Linked DNA regions of Macaca mulatta: region 1 is linked to region 2. The links are chromatin contacts, called in public Hi-C maps. All regions are on one chromosome and are shown on one strand. The core of a region is the stretch at or near the end of the contact, and the rest is flanking DNA. Distances in the headings are between cores, read along the strand shown.

The links. A called contact is a pair of places that touch in the nucleus more often than the background predicts.
Region 1: a contact with region 2 is called in a Hi-C map of cortical neurons, with 2.5 times the contacts expected there. The contact joins the promoter of LOC144333011 here to the promoter of RAD52 in region 2. A contact is called at or near these places in 2 of 14 Hi-C or Micro-C datasets (cortical neurons and fetal cortex germinal zone).

The regions. Positions count from the first base shown.
Region 1 is chr11:1,782,528-1,788,882 of T2T-MMU8v2.0, reverse strand. LOC144333011 reads right to left here and starts at 4,364. Exons shown (of 3, transcript XM_077954849.1): 1 at 4,334-4,364; 2 at 3,453-4,289. The coding sequence starts at 4,364.
Region 2 is chr11:1,724,411-1,731,056 of T2T-MMU8v2.0, reverse strand. RAD52 (RAD52 homolog, DNA repair protein) reads left to right here and starts at 3,452. Exons shown (of 13, transcript XR_013400762.1): 1 at 3,452-3,671.

The DNA.
Region 1 (6,355 bases), core at 3,115-5,614, 57 kb before region 2:
GAGCCACCGCGCCCGGCCTAATTTTATTTTTGTAGAGACATGGTGTCGCTACAGTGCCTGGCCATCCTCCCACCTCGGCCTCCCAAAGTGCTGGGAGACCTGTTCACTACTACGATACCAGCATCTGGGATATGGGGTACATAATATGTATTTAATACATACTTATTAAGTAAAAATAGTATTCACAGTAAAACTTCAAATGATGTTAGTGAACCAGCTAATTATGTGCCCAAAGTGTTCTAAATACATGAATTAATTCATATTCATTTAACCAGTTTAAGAGGTTAGGTACTACTGTTATTATTTCTATTTTGCAGATGAAGAAATTAAGGCACAGGTTAAGGCTAGGATATAAACAACATTAAGCAGTTTGCCCTACATCATACCATGGCAAAGCCAGGATTTGAACTCAGGCACCCTGACCCCAGAACCCACACTCTAATACACTGAAACACTTGGCGAGCAACAAATTTCAATTATATTCCCCACACACACACGAAAAAGAAAAACACTTATATTCCACATAATCTGTATGCTGTTTATTTTATTATATGTCTCTGAAAACTGATAATCAATGTAATGATTCTTGACCAAAATACTTCATTCCTTGATCTTTCTCCACTAGTGTTTCTGATGGAATATGTGTAAAATACACATTTAACAACTCTCATACTACTTCTAAAAGTAAACATAGTGTAAAACCGAGCAGCTGTTGCTATGAGAACCTTCACTTTTTTTTTTTTTTTTTGAGACAGAGTCTCGCTCTGTGAGCCAGGCTGGAGTGCAGTGGCGCAATCTCGGATCACTGCAACCTCCACCTCCAAGGTTCAAGCGATTCTTCTGCCTCAGCCTCCCGAGTAGCTGGGGTTACAGGTGTGCGCCACCATGCCTGCCTAATTTTTGTATTTTTAGTAGAGATGAGGTTTCACTTGGCCAGGTTAGTCTTGAACTCCTGACCTTGTGATCCGCCTGCCTCGGCCTCCCAAAGTGCTGGGATTACAAGCGTGAGCCACAGAGCCCAGTTGAGAACCTTCACTTTTAAGTTTGCAGTATTAATGCTGAATTAACAGACTGGCATACTTATCTATGACATAGGTAATAAAGGAAAAAAAAAAGAACACCTCAGTAGACTCAACAAGGATATCACAAGTAATGACTAGCAAGCAACATTTTTTGAAAAATAAAATGTAGGCACAAGAAATGCTAAACGAAATAGCTTACTTGGCCGGGCGCGGTGGCTCAAGCCTGTAATCCCAGCACTTTGGGAGGCCGAGACGGGCGGATCACGAGGTCAGGAGATCGAGACCATCCTGGCTAACACGGTGAAACCCCGTCTCTATTAAAAAATACAAAAAAACTAGCCGGGCGAGGTGGCGGCGCCTATAGTCCCAGCTACTCGGGAGGCTGAGGCAGAAGAATGGCGGGAACCCGGGAGGCGGAGTTGCAGTGAGCTGAGATCCGGCCACTGCACTCCAGCACGGGCGGCAGAGCGAGACTCCGTCTCAAAAAAAAAAAAAAAAAAAAGAAAGAAATAGCTTACTTTTACCTTAGACTTTCCCTAAATTATATGATTTCATTCCTACAAGGACAAGAATCACAGCTTACTACCAGCCATGCAAATGTCATTTTAGGAGTACACACAAGTTTTACCCAGTATCTTAGTTCACATTTGTCCCAGTTAATTAAGTTTATGTATAATTTAAAAGCCAAAACTAGATATGTCAATTTTAAGTTTTCCTTCTAACTAATCCAAAGTCAAAACTATTCACTTTATCAAATGAATTAACTGAATACAGTTATTTATTTATAATTATAAATTGGACCACACACTTTCTCACTTAATACCTATTATGTCCTGTTTCCCATACCTCTCTACAAAGTAGAAGTATTTGCTGGAAGACAATAATCTGCTCATCAAGTAGGCACTTAGAAAAAGCACTGATCTGCAACTACTGAAATTCGTATCTGTATATTTCTCTTTTGGGTTAAGGAAAACACTTCTCTGGCTATTTTTCCAAATAAACTGGGTAAGCCTTGGGAAAGTCACTGCTTAAATCCCACTTTCTGACAGCTCCTCTTCCTCCATTAATGAATTATTGAGAGCCATGTCTACTTCCATCCATTACATAATACATGTCTACCATGGGACCTGTTTTCTGAACAAGAAATAGCTTAAATGACACTAACTGATAAGTAGAGCCAGTGAATACTGTAATCTAACAGGGGGCAGGAATCCAGAAAACAAGATTCTGATTTACAGTGCTAAGTTGTGAAAAAGTGATGTGAAGAACATGGAACACTGTTTATTCTTAGTAATATTTCCATACAAAGTGAGACACATGCCCCCAAAATGTTTTTAAAGCACTTGACTCCAAGAACATTTCTCTGAAATTCAGGGACCTACCAAAAAAAAAGTTCCATTTCATTTTAAAGTGTTTTAATAAAGACCGCAAGAAGTATAACTGCAAACGGAGAAATAAAATTTCAACAATTTAGCACTGAACACAAAATGTCTAAAAGTCAAGGTCTGCTGGGCAACACGCTGTAAAAGACGGTTGTACTTTAAAACATTTCAGCATTTTTTCATATAATTAGCTCCAACAGAACTGTTCAAATTGTTCACTTGATCCACCCAAAGTAGTCAACCACAACCACCTGCAACTATTATTCAGAAACGTGCCTTCCAAAGCAACCACCTGATCTGGGGCCTTCTCTCAAGGGACCAGGATACAGCCTGTAAAAGGGTGGTATAAAGAGATCTTTTAGGCACACGGGGATAAAAAACCTGGAAGACACCACCTTGAAGGAGCTAAGAGTAATGCAACCCAAATGGTGGCTGCCAGAACGAAGTTGTCTAAACCGAAGATCTCCCTCTTCTTGGGTGTAAAACTTTCAGATCCATCCACACTCAGTTTACCTGAGCCAAAGCACCTTCCCTCTCCGAGCCCCCATCCACCCCGCTAGAAGGAAAAGAATCGAACTCTAAAGTAGAAACGTGACAGATCCAGTGCAATAAAATAGGTTCTCCGACTGCCTCAAAGGTAACATGCACGGCTCATCGTCCTTTTGAAATACAACACTTCATCTTTTATCTCACCATTTCATCAAAAAGAAAAGAATCATCTTCAGCATTTTACATCACTCACCTAACCCAAAGATCCACCCTGACCGCACCCCAACCTCATGGCTCCCCAATTTCTCCGTCTGCCCACTACCTGGTCCGCAGCTTCACTAGTCCTAAGCCTCCCCCCCTCCGCTCCCCAAGTGCCCAGAGCCCCAGACCCCAGTCCCCGACCTCCCGCCCCAGGATCCCCACATCCACCGCCTCGGCTCCCGCCCAATCCCGGAGCCCGGCTGGGTGGAGCCCGCGGGTGGGCGCCGTGGTCTGGGTGGGGCCCGCCCCTCCCCACCCCCGGGCTGGCCCGGAGGGGGAGGGGGTCGCGAAGCCTCACCTACAGCTCCGCCCCTCCCCGGGGGCGCGTCGCCCAGCCCAGCCCGGGCCGTGAGCAAGAAGCTGGGCAGGAAAGGCAAAAGCCTCAGCGCTAGCGACACGGGGGAAGCTCTGGGTCCCGCGCGACTTCCGCGCTGCCGCCGCCGTCGCGCCCGTCTCACCCTTCTCAGGGCTGCCGCTGCTGCTGCTGCCGCTGCTGCCGCCCGGGCGCCGCCGCCGCCACTACCGCCGCCACCGCCACCGCCACTACCGCCGCCGCCGCCGCCACAGCACGGCCCGGGCGCCCGCGACGTCACCGCGCCCCGCCCCCTGCGCGAGACACCTAGCCCCGCCCCCAGCCGCGCCGCGGGCGCAGCGCCCCTCCCCGGGCTCCCGGCCCGGCTGCCTCCCTTTCCCTCAGCCTCCCGGGAGCGTGACGCGGCGGCCGGGGGGCCTCCGGGCGCCTTCCGGGACACGCGGGTGAGGAACTGGGAAGCGGGGGAAATTCGGCGCCGCGGCGGTCGATCAGCACCGAAACCGAACGAGAGGCGCGGAGCAGCCCTGCGTACACACACGCGTACCCACTCACACACACGACCCCTGCGGCCCGGGAGGGGAGAGCCGGGGTCTGCTCCGCGAGCGCGGGGCGGCGCTTGTCTCTTCCCGCTTGCCGTAGGAAGTGGACGCTGGAAGCCCGAGGAGCCGCGTCGCGTCTTCCCGAACCTAAGTGGCGCCCCGCCCCCTTCTTCTCGTGGCCCGTTACCCGCGCCCGGGGCCGCCCAGCGCCGCGGGACCAGCGCGGGGACCGACCGTGGCTGCTGGGGGCACGCTTTGTTCCACCAAAGCTGGTTTTTTGCCCCTTAGCTTGGCGGAACGTGGCCGCGAAATGAGCGGCCATCTGACCTGAGACTCGCGGGGCTGCGCACACGGGCATCGCCGAGGACCCCAGCAATGGACGTCGTGTTCTGTGGTGATCCGGCCCGGACGCGGGGAGCGTGGGCGGAAATTAGTGTCCCGGTTCCGACCCTGCGCGGTGCCCGACGCGGCTTCGGGAGCTGTGTATTTGGCCTCCGACAGCTAGGCGAGTCGGCGGGCGGCTGGGGCCTGGAGCAACCCGGTTTTCTCGTGCAGACTCGCAGCCGGTTTGGGTTTTGGTTTTTTTTTTTTTTTGGAACCATGCAGAGGGTAGCTACGGCCATTAATTTAAGGATGTAGATAAGCTTATCTCTAAATCAAGAAAGTAAGAATGGTGTGAATTATATTTATTCCCAGCCTTCCAGTGTTTATTAAAATAATTCTCGGTGTCCTTAAAAGGAGTTAAAAGCCATCATTTTACTCCTACTCACCTCCGCCACCGTAATTAACCACTGCCTCATAATCCCACTAACAAATTCCAGTCGCTTCTCTGCGTTCACATGCATTCACTCACCCGTTTCTACTGTTTTTCATCCTGCCCGGACTCTTAATTGTTCCCTCCCAGGATCGACATGCACTTGGATGATTGCAGTTCCTGGGCCTGCTGTCATCTCTCCATTCAGTACTTCCCACATACGACTACCAACTGTTAGACGATGTGCTGCCAGACCAGCATTTCATTTCTTGGACATCTGGCTATTTACCCAGGAAAAGTCATCCTTTGACTTTTCTCATCTGACTCGTGATCTGCCCATCTTGTTACTCCCTAGCAGTGTGGTAAGGTAAGAGAAAATTGAACTGAGAGTCAATAGATCTTTCTGTTCTCATTCTCCCACTGTCTACTTGTGTGGCCTCAGGCAAATCATTCTACTTGTGGTCTTACTTAACTGTAAAGTGAGGTTTGAAGTCGGTGTCTGAGATACATCGTGTCCTTAAAATACGTGGATCTGGAGAGTTAAGTTGCTGAGCGCGATGTTATACACAGAAATACTGTCCTAACACAGATTCAGATTTTTATTTTTTATTTTTTGCCACCACACTGGCAACAAATATTATTTTCCTACCCTGCTCCAGAGATCTTTTTTAAAACCTACATTTAGGATTTTTTGTTAAAGCTAGGTACCCAAGCACATGTATTTACTGCCTCTTCTTCCTGAGACCCCATAAAATGATGATAAATAAAAATGATACAAAATAGAAAAGGAGAAGGGGGGCATCGGAAGATAATTGTTTTTCAATTCGACATGTGAAAAGTAAGTGTGGTCTGACAAAATAAAATGAAGAAAACCATAATGTGGAATGGGTGTAGAGGGTGCTGCAGAAAGGAAGGGGGGGCTGTCAGCCCAGAACTGCTTTAGGGAGACCGAGATTTGGAGATACCTACAAGACAGAGCGAGAGTGAGAAGCAGGATTGAGAACAGGGAGACTAAATAAAGGTCTATATGAGGAAGAACAGAACTCTCCCTCTGTCTCAGATACAATATCTAGGCATTTATCCCAGGCTAAAATTAAGTATTCTGATAATCTGGGGAGATTTGGGCTAACTGAGTATTGAATGGCCTAAGAGTAAAGCATTCTTTATCCTAGCACAATAGCTGATTTCCTACCCACCCACTGTAAAGTGAAGTTGGGCAGGTTGGCAGGAACTTCCTGCTGTGGTTTGGATGTGGTATTTTTGTCTCGACCACATCTATGTTGAAATTTGATTACCAGTGTGATAGTATTGGGACGTGGGTCCTGGTGGGAGGTGTGTGGGTCATGGGGGCAGATTCTTCATGAAGGACTTGGTGTCATTCTTACAATAGTGAGTTCTCACACTTGCGACACTAAATTGGTTATCAGGAGAATGGATTTGCTCCTTTGAGAGTGGCTTGTTCTAAAGCCAGGACTCACCTCGGGTTTGATTTCTCTTTGCATGTGCACAGACACTTTTTCTTGACCTTCTCCGCCATGTTTTGATGCAGCATGACACCAGAACTGAGCAGATGCTAGTGCCTTGCTGCTTGTAGA
Region 2 (6,646 bases), core at 2,203-4,702:
GCGCCTGTAGTCCCAGATACTTGGGAGGCTGAGGCAGGAGAACGGCGTGAACCCGGGAGGCGGAGCTTGCAGTGAGCCGAGATCGCACCACTGCACTCCAGCCTGGGCGACAGAGTGAGACTCCGTCTCAAAAAAAAAAAAAAAAAAAAAGACAAATATTCATGATTCCACTAATATGAGGAATCTAAAATAGTCAAATTCACAAAAACAGAGAGTAGGCCAGGCACAGTGGCTCAGGCCTGTAATCCCAGAACTTTGGGAAACCGAGGTGGGCTGATCATGAGGTCAGCAGTTCAAGACCAGCCTGGCCAACACGGTGAAACGCCGTCTCTACTAAAAAATACAAAAAATTAGCCGGGCGTGGTGTCGGGCACCTATAATCCCAGCTACTCAGGAGGCTGAGGCAGGAGAATCACTCGAACCTGAGGTAGAGGTTGCAGTGAGCCAAGCTTGTGCCACTGCACTCCAGCCTGGGCGACACAGCAAGACTCTGTCTCAAAAAAAAAAAAAAAAAAAAAAAAGGTCTGATTTTAGCATGTGCTTGAAGGCACGTTCACAAACAACTAGCAGTATTGGAAGAGTTTAGAATTCATGCAACCCACAGGAGTGTGCTTACGGTTGTGGAGTAATACCTCTGCTATGAAGTGTGAGGTGTGACTTCACCTGTCCCTCTCTCTGTCTCAAAGAATTATGCTCAGGATAAAGTATAATTTTAAAAGCTGGAGCATCTTAGAAGGAAGTTGTTTAATAAATACAGGTGTTTCAATAAGGCTAATTCTATCATTGTGAGACAACTTGAGAAAGTGTCAGCACAGTAGTATTGAAGGCATATACCAGTAGAAGCAAGGGACACCTCAGCGGCCACTGAAACAATTTATTTATTTATTTTTTCACAATGAAAAAATTGATATACAGGGCAGGTCACAGTGGCTCATGCCTGTAATCCCAGCACTTTGGTATGCCAAGGTGGGAGGATCACCTGAGGTCAGGAGTTCGAGACCAGCCTGGCCATTGTGGTGAAACCCTATCTCTATTAAAAATACAAAAATTAGCTGGAAATGGTAGTGCACGCCTGTAATCCCAGCTACTTGGGAGGCTGAGGCAGCAGAGTCTCTTGAACCCAGGAGGCAAAGGTCGCGCTGGGCCAAGATGGTGCCACTGCACTCCAGCCTGGACAACAAAGTAAGACCCTATCTCCAAAGAACCCCAAAAAAACATATATAATAGTTGTATATACTTTTGAGGTACATGTGATATTTTCATACCTGTAAACAACGTGTAAATGATCACCTCAGGGTAATTGGGTTATCCATTTATATTTTCTTTTCTTTGTTTAGAAAAAGGGTCTCACTTGTTGCCCAGGCTGGAGTCTAGTGTCGTGATCTCGGCTCACTGCAACCTCTGTCTGCCTCCTGGTTTCCAGGGATTCTCACACCTCAGCTTCCTGAGTAGCTGGGACTACAGGTATGTGCCACCATGCCTGGCTGATTTTTGTATTTTTGGTAGAAATGGGGTTTCACCATGTTGGCCAGGCTGGTCTTGAAATCCTTCCCTCAGGTGATCCACCCACCTCAGCCTCCCACAGTGGTGGGATTACAGGCATGAGCCATGGCGACTGGCCTCTATTCATTTTATCTTTTCATGTTTTGTTTTTTTTTTTAAGATGGAGTTTCGCTCTCGTCACCCAGGCTTGAGTACAATGCCACAATCTCAGCTGACTGCAGCCTCTTCCTCCTGGTTTCAAGCAATTCTCCTGCCTCAGCCTCCTGAGTAGCTGGGATTACAGGTGCCCTGCCACTACTCCCAGCTAATTTTTGTATTTTTAGTAGAGATGGGGTTTCACCATGTTGGCCAGGCTAGTCTCGAACTCCTGACCTCAGGTGATCTACCCGCCTCAGCCTCCCAAAGTGCTTTCTTAAATGAAAATATCTACTATGAAAACTTAAAAAAGTATAATTATATTCTTTTCACATACAAAGTATCAGGTTATATAAAAAGCAACAGGAATTAGAATGGCATTGGACTTCCCCAGAGCAGCAAAGATAAAAAACACTAAAGCAATACCTTCAAAATTCATTAAGAATGTGTTCATATGTTTGTGTAAAAAGAAACATTTTAATTTCCTAATTTAATCGGTGAAATGATAATGTTATACTTGTTTTAATATATATATTACTTTTATTGAAGTTAAACCTTTTCTCATATTTATTGTATTTCTCCTTTTGTGATATATTCACTCATTTCATTTATTTTTCTTTGAAGTTAATATATGAACTCTCTTACCATATATGGTAATAATATTTACCTTTCTTCTTGTTTAAAGTTTTGTTAGAATGGGTGACAAAGCATGACTCCGTATCTACAAAAAAAAAGAAAAATCTGGGCACAGTGACACGGGCCTGTGGTTCCACCTACTTAGGAGGCTGAGGCAGGAGCATCCCTTAAGCCCAGAAGTTCAAGGGTGCAGTGAGCTATGATCATCTCACTGCATTCCAGCCTGGGCAGCAGAGTGAGACCCTATCTCCAAAAAAAAAAAAAAAAAAAAAAAAAAGTTTTTTTTTTAAACATTAAGTTTAAAAAGTTTTATGTCGGTAGTTACATTTATCCATTTACTTTATGATTTATTGCTCAATTTTTATACATAGAAGGCCCTTTTCCTTTCTGAGGTTGGACTATCTGTCCATCAATCATCTATCCATCCATCCATCTTTTTCGGAGACGGAGTCTCGCTCTGTCGCCCAGGCTGGAGGGCAGTGGCGCGATCTCGGCTCACCGCAACCTCCGCCTCCCGGGTTCAAGCGATTCTCCGGCCTCAGCCTCCCGAGGAGCTGGGATTACAGGCGCCGCCACCACGCTCGGTTCATTTTTTTGTATTTTTAGTAGAGACGGGGGTTTCTCCATGTTGACCAGGCTGGTCTCGAACTCCTGACCTCAGGTGATCCGCCCGCCCCGGCCTCCCAAAGTGCGGGGATTACAGGCCTGAGCCGCCGCGCGGGCCCCAGGGGCATTCTCGAGAGGACCTCGCCGAGCCGCACTCCTCCATTCCCTGCCGTCGTCGCTAACCGAAGGCGCCATCCGGTGACGGCTGGCTGTGCGCTGCGGTGGTGAGGGGCCTCCGGAACCACCCGGTCCCCCGCTGCCTCGGCCCGGGCGGAACCTGGGCAGGTCTCCGACAACCGTTCTGCCTAAGATCTTCCCAGTTGTGCACGGGTGGGCCCCGCATCCCAGTGGGCGCCGGGCATGTGAAGTGGGAACCACGCCGGCCTAACTAGCCCCTGCAGGCCAGACGACACCCCCGAGCCCACCAGGGGGCAGCAGAGGTCCGACGGCCGCGGACCGAGGGAAGCTGGAGGGAAGTAGCAGGCAGAGCGCGCGCCGGGAAGGGGCAGGCCGAGCGGCTCAGCACGTAGACGCCAGCACTGCGCCTCCAGGTTGCTTTACGGCTGCCGCAGACGGCTTTGCGGCTCTTTTCCCCTCCTACTTGATTTACAGTTCCTCCTCCGGTCTGTTTTTTTTTTGCCGTCCGGCGCTGGCGTGGGTTCGGACCTTCTTCCCAGAGACCCTCGCACACCCTTCCCATTCTCCTCTGCGCAGCCTCCATCTAAGCGCTCTTCCCCTTGTCCGTAGCCTAGATCGAGCTCCCTGCGTGCACCGCGCGGGGCCGGAGGCCCGTAAGTGGGGGAGGAGAGCGGCTTCCCCGGGTGGTTCTGCCGTGGGTGTGGAGCGTGAGAACCTGGGGCCGCGGTGGAGCTGACCCCGAGGTCTCAGCGCAGAGGTGCTGAGCCCGGAGGCCTGTTCTAGTTCACCGGCGCAGTGAGGGGCTCAGTACCGGGGCTTCCCGACAGATGGGCAGGAAGGCGGGGTACGGGAAAGCTGGCACCGGCGCGCCGGGACCCCACCGCGGTGCGGGCAGCCGGGAGTCCGTGGTGGCGCGTCCCCGGAGACGCTGCCCGGAGACGCTGCCCGGAGACGGGCTGGGGGAGCTGAAGTCGGTGTTAACAGCTGAACGAAGTTGAGTTGCAGGGAGCGGGGGACGCTGGGAAGAGATGACTGATTTGAAAGGAATTTGACGCGGGCGTGGCGGCGGCCTGGCCCCGTGTTCCCGGGAGGTCGGGCCTGTGGTGAGCCGAGATCGCACCGGCATCACGACACTGCATCCCGGGCGACAGAGCGAGACCTGTCACGGGGAAAATAAATAAATAAAAATTTGACGCTCAGTTTAGCTGAGTATTGGGCCTTGTTACCAGATTGAGATGAGGTCTGGCGCGGTGTCTCACCGGTAGTCCCAGAACTTTGGAAGGCGGACGGGAGCATCGCTTGAGGCCAGGAGTTCTGGACCAGCCTGGCTAACAGCGAAACCCCGTCTCTACTAAAAATCCAAGAATAGGCAGGCCTGGTGGCGGGCGCCTGTCACCCCCGCTACTCGGGAGGCGGAGGCGTGAGACTCGCTTGAACCCGGGAGGCAGGGGTTGCCCACCGGTGAGCCGAGATGGCACCACTGCACTCCAGCCGGGGGACAGGGCGAGACTCCATCTCAAAAAAAAAAAAAAAGTTGAGATATAATTCACATACAATTAAATTCACCCCCTTTTTAAAAAAATGGAGACGTAGTCTCGCTCTGTCACCCAGGCTGGAGTACAGTGGCGCCGTCTCGGCTCACTGCAACCTCCGCCTCCCGGGTTCAAGCGAGTCTCACGCCTCCGCCTCCCGAGTAGCTGGAATTACAGGCACCCGCCACCACACCCATCTGATTTTTGTATTTTTCACCAGGTTGGCTAGGCTTGTCTCAACTCCTCGCCCTTCCAAAGTGCAGGGATTACAGGTGTGAGCCACTACGTCCAGTCTAAATTCACCCTTTTAAAGTGTGCAATTCAGTGGCTTTAGTATATTCACAGGATTGTGCAAGCACCACCATTGTCTAATTCCAGAACATTTTTATCATCCCTAAAAGAAACCCTGAAACTCATTAGCAGACACCCATTATTTCCTCCTCCTCCCAGCAGCACTAATCTGTGGATTTACTTATTCTCAGTACTGTATTATACACTATTTGTTCTTTTGTTTGGTTTATTTCACTTAATACAGTGATTCAAAGTTCATCTACGTTGTATGTAGCATGTATCAACTTCATTTTTTAGGTAACTGAATTATTTATTGTGTGGATATACCACATTTTGTTTCTCCATGATTGGATGGATATTGGTGGTTTTCTAGGCTTTCTAGGTCTAGTCCTCCACAGAACTCGCGGGCTGAGGCACAGACATTTAAAACTCTAGTTTTTGGAAACTAGCGTTTAACTCTTGGATTGGGTCAGGTAATTCAGTGGTCTCAGGTCTGGTATTGTTTAGGGGAGTTTCTTTTTTTTTTTGAGATGGAGTTTCACTCTTGTTGCCCAGGGTGGAGTGCAATGGCGGATCTCGGCGCACTGCAGCCTCCGCCTCCCGGGTTCAAACGACTCTCCTGTCTCAGCCTCCTCAGTGGCTGGGCTGACAGGCGCGGGCCACTACACCCGACTAATTTTTGGTATTTTTAGTAGAGACGGGGTTTCATCATGTTGGCCAGGCTGGTCTCGAACTCCTGACCTCAGGTGATCCACCCGCCTCAGCCTCCCAAAGTGCTGGCATTACAGGCGTGAGCCACCGCGCCTGGGCGGGAGTTTTTTGTTTGTCTGTGTTTTTTGGGGGACTGAGTTTCACTCTTGTTGCCCAGGCCTGAGTGCAATGGCGCGATCTTGACTCACTGCCACCTCTGCCTCCCAGGTTCAAGCGATTCTCCTACCTCAGCCTCCCGAGTAGCTGGGATTACAGGTGTGCACCACCAGACCCGGCTAATTTTGTAGTTTTAGTAGAGAAGGGGTTTCTCCATGTGGGTTACGCTGGCCTCGAATTCACGACCTCAGTTGATTTTCTCGCCTTGGCCTCCCAAAATGCTGGGATTACAGGCGTGAGCCACCGTGCCCCTCTCGGAGTGGTTTTTAAAGTCGTCTGTTCTCAGTTCAACACTTATCAGGCCGTTAATTATAGTGGTATCAAGCAGAGAAGTGTTTGGGTGCTGGTCTTCTCAGGGAGGCAGGAACCGTCAGAGGTTGCTGTTACGTAATGTACACCAACACGTGTTATCTTGTATAAACAGTATAGTTGGAGATGAGTGTATGAAAAAGGTAACTGAGCTAGCTGTGGGGGAGGATAGTTGTGAAAATTTTTGAGTCCCCCACTCTAGGCTTTCCCAGCTGTGTTTAGATAAGGTGACACTCTGCCTTCCTGTTTCAGCTCTAAGACTATGCATAAGTGTTATTTTGGCTGTATACGTAGTGCCAGTTTTTTTAAAATTTTTGTGCTTTTGGTGATTTTGCTGTTTACAATGGCCTCCAAGAGCAGAAGTGCTATCTCGCATTTCCAAGTTGAAGGCTGTGATGTATCTTATAGAGAAAAGATAAGCTTTTAGATTGGCTTTGTTCAGGCACCACTTTTGTTGTCGGCTGTGAGTTCAGTGTTAATGCATCAACAATATATATTAAATAAGATGTCTTTAAACAGAAGCACACATAAAACAAGGTTATGCCTGTTGAGTAACCCCGTGTTTCCCCTAGGAGCAGTGGCTCAGTATTCGCTAGTTCAGTGTTCATGATACCGTTAAAGGACATAAC